Linked DNA regions of Gossypium hirsutum: region 1 is linked to region 2. A link is a contact called in public Hi-C data. All regions are on one chromosome and are shown on one strand. The core of a region is the stretch at or near the end of the contact, and the rest is flanking DNA. Distances in the headings are between cores, read along the strand shown. Region 1 holds the start of LOC107886252 (glutamate dehydrogenase 2). Region 2 holds the start of LOC107947333 (peptide methionine sulfoxide reductase A1).

Evidence for each region. Hi-C and Micro-C count contacts between places; a contact is called where the count stands out from the background.
Region 1: a contact with region 2 is called in a Hi-C map of leaf, with 2.3 times the contacts expected there. The contact joins the promoter of LOC107886252 here to the promoter of LOC107947333 in region 2. A contact is called at or near these places in 2 of 34 Hi-C or Micro-C datasets (hypocotyl and leaf).

The regions. Positions count from the first base shown.
Region 1 is chrA03:15,583,161-15,586,693 of Gossypium_hirsutum_v2.1, reverse strand. It overlaps LOC107886252 (glutamate dehydrogenase 2), which reads left to right and starts at 1,590. Exons shown (of 9, transcript XM_016810135.2): 1 at 1,590-2,009; 2 at 2,086-2,199; 3 at 2,768-2,989; 4 at 3,093-3,167; 5 at 3,269-3,385; 6 at 3,478-3,533. The coding sequence starts at 1,902.
Region 2 is chrA03:15,116,415-15,119,939 of Gossypium_hirsutum_v2.1, reverse strand. LOC107947333 (peptide methionine sulfoxide reductase A1) reads left to right here and starts at 1,764. Exons shown (of 2, transcript XM_016881972.2): 1 at 1,764-2,483; 2 at 2,564-3,003. The coding sequence starts at 1,968. The coding sequence ends at 2,815.

The sequences.
Region 1 (3,533 bases), core at 341-2,840, 470 kb before region 2:
TAAATCCTACCATCTGCATATTTTAATTGTTTTTTCTTAAAATGAAAAGATTAAACTACCCTCAAATAATATAACTTATTTTAATTATGGAATGACATTTTCGTAATTTCCTAGCCGAGTTGGTGACTTGGTTGAGGGAGCCACCAACTCAATAAAACACTTAATAAATAGTAAGTATTGATATACAATTGATGTAAGTAATAAAATGTGAATAATAAAATTAAAATATATTAAAATATTAAAATAAAGTTTTAGTTAAGTCATAAATTAAACATTTTGTTAATGTAATTGGTTTAGGTTCAAATCCCATTGTATACGAATGTTTATTTGTCTTTTTTAAATAAAAGGATTAAAGTACCATTGAATAATATAACTTATTTTAATTATGAAAATTTCCCTAACCATAACTTTATTGAGGGTGACATCAACTCAGTTAAGAGCTTAAATAATAATATAGATATACATTTAATAGAAGTAATAAAATGTGCATAATTAAAATTAAAATATATAAAAAAATATTAAAATAAACTTTTAGTTGAGTGGTAAATTAAAAACTTTATTAATGTAAGTGATTTCGGGTTTAAATCCCATCATATGCATATTTTTATTCTTTTTTTAAATAAAAAAACTAAAATACCCTTGAATAATAAACTTATTTAAAATGAAAAAGACTAAAGTATCCTCAAATAATATAATTTATTTTAATTATAAAAAAAATTATAATTTAATATCTGAGTTGGTGATGCAATTACAGGTGAAAATTAATTCAGTAAAACATTTAAATACAACCGAATATAAAAAATGACGGGTAAGATTGGCCTTTTCTTCTCTATTAGAAAAAAAAATATCAATTATCAAGTTATTTGCTATGACTAGAATTTGTCGGTAGTAATAAAAATATTATTTCACATATGGGTGAAGTCACAAAATTTTTTATGGGCATCGAAATTAAATAGTATATTTTTATGATAGTAAAAATATAGTTTTATTATTTTAATATATAATTTTTAAAAGATTAACTCAAATTTTTATTATTTTTGGAAGATAAAAATATAATATTATTATTATTTAAAATTTTATAAAATTGTAAAGAGCTTAAATGAAATTTTTTTTATTAATATTGTAATATATATTTTATATTTTCAAAAACAAAAATGAAAAATTTTAAAATGTTTTTAAATAATGATAATTTAATTAGGATTTGTAAGTGGATAATTCGTTTGGATAATTTTAATAAAATATTATATAAAAAGTTGCAACTTGACTGACGTGGAACTAAGTCGGAAGATATATTACATTTTGCTATATTCTTTTTTATATTCCTTGTGCTAAAATTTTGTTTGATATATTTAAAAATGAAAATTCCTACTCCAACCTTTTAAAGTTTTTAGATAAAATTAATATAGTATTTAATATTTAAATTTAACTTTAATATTTAATTTAATACTTAAACCAAATAACACAATAAATATTTAATACATATATTCTAATAAAAAATTACGATATTAAACATTAAAAATAAAAATTCATATATTAAATTTATAAAGCTTAAATACTAAAATAAAGCTTAAAGCAAAATTGACATAAAAAAAAAAAACCTTTTATAAATTTTGGAACTGCCCCTTCATATAGTAACTGTTCGATTATCCTCCGCCCAAATAACGCCTCATTACAGCTGTCTTTTCCCTATATATATATACCCACCCCTTGTGTGTCTCTTGGGAAAGGCAGTCTTTTATTTTTCCTTCTCTTTCTCATTCTTTCTTCAATTAATAACCAATCAAAGTGCTCTCTTTGCTTTTCCCTGTTTTATAAGTCATCGAACTGTTGTTTTTCTTGATCTCTCCTTCATTCCCGTTTCTGGTTTTTTTTTCTTTTTTTTGAGTTTTTAGTAGGTAGCCATGAATGCTCTTGCTGCAACCAACCGCAATTTCCGACTAGCGTCTCGTTTACTTGGGTTAGACTCTAAGCTTGAAAAGAGTCTTCTGATCCCTTTTAGAGAAATCAAGGTATTTGCTAGAAAATTTTCTCTATTTTGGTCATGAGTTGTTATGTTCTGATTGGTGTTTTCATTTTTGTGATCAGGTGGAGTGCACGATTCCCAAGGACGATGGAACCTTGGCGACTTACGTTGGATTTAGGATCCAACATGATAATGCTCGTGGCCCAATGAAAGGTGGAATCAGATATCATCCTGAGGTGATCACTTTCTTCTGTCGGTTTTTTTTTTGTCTTTTATGTTTTTTGTTTTATGATCTTGTTTGTTTCTTTATCCTTGGCGACGGCCATTCGCTCTACTTTAGTTTGTTTGTAGGCTGTAGCCATACTTATTATAGAAACAAAAGACAATCCTTTGTTTAATGATTTTTTCAATTTTGTTGATTGACATTTCATTGTTTGTTAAATCAACTTTACACCTTTTTTTAAAAATAATTTAATGTCGGTGGAGTTACAGTGCTGTGATATTTAATTTCCTGTTAGAGCTTTTTCTGATAAGATTCTTCTGCGCCCTTTAAAAGGTAATCTTTTAAGGCCAGTAATGATAATAATGGAAAATCTAAACCTTGGCATCTTAGGAATTAGAGGAGAATATCATCTTAGGCCCTGATGCTGTTAATGAAATTTAGTCATTGAGTGATACATAATTAAACATTCGATTTGTTTCCTCTGTTTTAAATTTCAACATGGAGTTTCAGTTGTGTGTATCTGTGATTGATCTTACATCATACGTGGGATTCACAATCTATGTGTGTTGATTTTGCTTAAGGTCGAGCCCGATGAAGTAAATGCTCTGGCTCAACTAATGACATGGAAGACGGCTGTAGCAGCCATTCCTTACGGCGGTGCAAAAGGTGGCATTGGATGCAATCCTAGGGATTTAAGTAAGAGTGAATTGGAACGTCTAACTCGCGTCTTCACTCAGAAGATCCATGATCTTATCGGTATACATACAGATGTTCCTGCACCAGATATGGGGACTAATGCACAGGTTATACAGTCCTCCCTTTTATGTTTCGTTTTTTCGTGTACTTCCTTTTTGTTTCTAAATCACAAATTTATTAAATAAGCATACTAAGAATAAATATGTACAGACCATGGCATGGATTCTGGATGAATACTCTAAGTTCCATGGACACTCACCAGCTGTTGTCACAGGAAAGCCAATAGTAAGTGCAAAAGACAGATTTTATACTTGTAATATGATGTTTGATTAGCAATAATTGGGTAGAATAACAAAATCTAGATACGCTTATACTGGGAATTGTAGGATCTAGGTGGATCACTAGGCAGGGAGGCTGCAACTGGCCGTGGTGTTGTATATGCAACTGAAGCGTTACTTGCTGAATATGAGAAGTCAATTAAGGGAATGACCTTTGTTATCCAGGTATAGTTCGACATGAATCATTACATGTTTAAAATACCTTTCCCTTTGAGGTGCTTCAGAACTTCCTTTCTTAATGTTTATATTATTCGCAGGGTTTTGGTAATGTTGGGTCTTGGGCATCAAGGCTCATACATGAGAAGGGTGGTAA
Region 2 (3,525 bases), core at 515-3,014:
AGACTTGGCTTGATGTGATGATAGTTACAACTGCCTCATATTTAAGAGAAAGCCCATTTAGAATTGCAGTGACCTGTTTATATCAACCAAGTATACCAACCCCTGACCATAGTTGACCTTTCACGATTATTCACCCAAGTATACCAACACTTGACTGTCTTTATATCAACCAAGGAAAGCTCCTCAATGACGTTGCAAAAATCATCCATTAAAGCCTTAGACTTCCTCCGCCCACCCTCCTTTTTAAATTCGTTAACAATGGCGTTGAAATCCTCACCAACAATCCAAATTTCATCCCGTACCCCCCTCTCTTTTAAGCATATTCCATGAGTCATTTCTCTGGTTCGGGTCCACACGCACATGGAACCCCGTAAACCTAAACGATCTCTAGTCCTCCAGTTGAATCACCGAGTCTATATAGTGTCACGAATAATTCTGAATATCAACTTTGATCCCATCTTTCCTTAACATCGCGAGACCCCTACTCTTCCCAACAAAGTTGACAACCAAGCATCCGTCTAAGCGACATTGATCCCGCACCGGAGCAATTTTGTTAGAACGCAGTTTAGTTTCACATAGAAAAATAACATCTAGATCATTAGCAACGAGAAGTTGCTTAAGGTCCCGAACTGTCGCAGGGTTTCCAAGCCCACGACAGTTCCAACATAAGAGTTCCATGGCTCTTGGCGGGGCTGGTCGCCAACCACCGCCTTACCAGGTGAGATAAAATCCATAAGTTTTCTTCGAACAACTTTAGCTGGACTTTCATCCACATTCTCCCCATTTCCTCCCCTTATTCTTTCTCTTTTACCCCTGTTTCTTCCTTCTCCATCACGCATGAGTCTTGTATGGCGTTTCTCTATGGTTGATCCCGATTCTGAGTCCTCCTCACCAACCTTAATTTTCTCTTTCTCTTTAAGGCCCATAAGTTCTGACTCATCCCCACTTCGTTTCTTTCCTTCATTTGTCTCAGTGTTAGCTTCCACCTTACTCTCAATTATTTCCACTCCATTCCTCCAGTTTCCTCGATTCTGTCCATTTCCATTCAGTTGCACCCTGAGCCAATTACCGTACTGGAGTCTATTCTCTCCCTGATCCATACCTTCGGCTTGTTTAACACATTTTTTTGTTGTGTGCCCAACAATCCCACAAATGTAACATAAAACCGGAAGCTGTTCATATTTAATATAAAACTGGAAGCTGTTCGTATTTAATAGCACAGACAATCTCTTTCTCTTCACTCCCTACCAAGCAAACCACCTTCCGAAGGGGTTTTGAGATATCTATCCATGTAAACTCATGGAAGATTTCATTAGAAATGCTAATACAATTTTAGCTTAATTTTCCATGTTACTATATTATTCTTTGTTTCTAACTTCTTCTCTTCTAATATGTTTAATTGTTTCAGATAATTATAAAACATCATAAAAAAAACATCAATATTATCACATTTGTTTAACAAAGAACCCTATTACTTTTATCTCTTATTTTTAATATTGTATAAAAAACTATTTTATATTATATATTATATTTTTTTTTAAATAAATAAATTCATCCGAATGCATCATAATTAATTAATTAGCCTTGTATGCAAACTAAGTATGATGGAAGTGGAAGAAGGTTGGCACAAGTTGTTTGGGCCCAAGACATTATGCGTGTAGTTATGAGATGAAAACCCAATGAAACGGGCCGTGTGAGTGTGGTGGCACTCGCGACACGTTGTTCTGGTTTATTACCAGACACCCAATCTCCTCTCTTGTTCCAGGCTCTTCCAAATTACACCTAATAATAATCTTGTCTTATACTTTAGTTGACTTGTTAATTTTCTTTTAAAAAACAACTCATTTTGGTTTGTGGCAGAAAATAATAATACCCTTTACAAAAAATGGGAAAATAAGGGAGAATCCCAAAATAAAATAGTGAAATAATAGCATCACCATTGTTGTTGTTCTCAAATACCCTTAAAAATGCTTCGAAGCCTTGCGGTTACTACTTCTTCCTCTTCTTCTCTGGTCGCTAAACCTTTTTTTTCTCATTCTCCCAAGCTTCCCCACTCTTTCTCTCCTATCTCTCTCCCTTTCCCTCAAACCAGACGATCCATTTCCCTTCACACACGCCCCATGAACATCCTTAAAAATCTAGGCTTCGGAGCCAACAACAAGCCAGCCCCGTCCATGGAGGGTTCCTCCATCGCTCAGGGTCCAGACGACGACGTCCCTGCTCCTGGTCAACAGTTTGCTCAGTTCGGTGCGGGTTGCTTTTGGGGTGTTGAATTGGCCTTCCAGAGAGTTCCAGGGGTGACCAAAACGGAGGTGGGGTATAGCCAAGGGTTTATGCATAATCCTAGCTATGAAGACGTGTGTACGGGGTCCACCAACCATAATGAAGTTGTGAGGGTTCAGTATGACCCTAAAGAGTGTAGCTTTGACACTTTGCTTGATGTATTCTGGGCTCGCCATGATCCTACTACCCTCAACCGCCAGGTGGATTCTTAGTTCTTATGATAGCAAAAAATAATTGGGGTTTTTTAATGGTTAATTATTAATGGTTAATCATTTGGCAGGGGAATGATGTGGGAACACAGTATAGATCTGGTATATACTTCTACACACCGGAGCAGGAGATGGTAGCGCGGGAGTCCATGGAAAAACAACAGAAACTCTTGAACCGAAAGATTGTTTCCGAGATTCTGCCTGCCAAGAAGTTCTATCGAGCAGAGGAATATCACCAGCAGTACCTTGCCAAAGGAGGTCGATTCGGTTTTAAACAATCTGCTGAGAAAGGGTGCAATGATCCTATCCGATGCTACGGCTAAGTTCCCATTACTCTATATGTAGTTTTTAGCTTATGATTGTTTACAGTTTTCTGCTTTTGCCTGTCACTAGCATATTACATCCTATTTTTCTTATTGAAATTGGAATGAGTGCCTGCTTATTTATGTATGTAGTGAACATGGATTTGTAATTATTTACAGTCCCCAATCCAGTATCTATATTTTGTTAATTGATGTTATAGGATTTCATGTTTAACTTCAATTTGCGATTATGTATTAGTACTGAAATGAGCTCCATTGAGAATACTTGGTGGTCAAACCCAACCAATGTTTATTGTCGAAGCAACACCAATCTTAGGTAATCCACCTTCAATATGCTAGAGTTGTTGTTCTCAAAGGCAGAAATATGAGCCAACTTGGAATGGACTTTTGGATGGGATTCTTTTTCTGTTGAATTGTTTTCTTCTGACTCAAAGAGCTGCTTTTTAGCTTTCTAGTGCATGAGTAAACAGGATTGTCTGTGCGAGTTAATTCGAAAATTACAAAGTTTTGAAGTTTTGGAATTTATGATATTTTATAAACTCAATTATGATGAGTTCTTTTGGTATAATAAAATTTTATTGAAATCCATAAGGGTGAAATTAACCAAAAAGGTAACACTGTAACGAGCACATTTAATAAGTCACTTTAAAAGGCAACTCCTAAAAACGGAAAGAAAATTACACTTAATTACTTAGGGTTCTATATAAGCA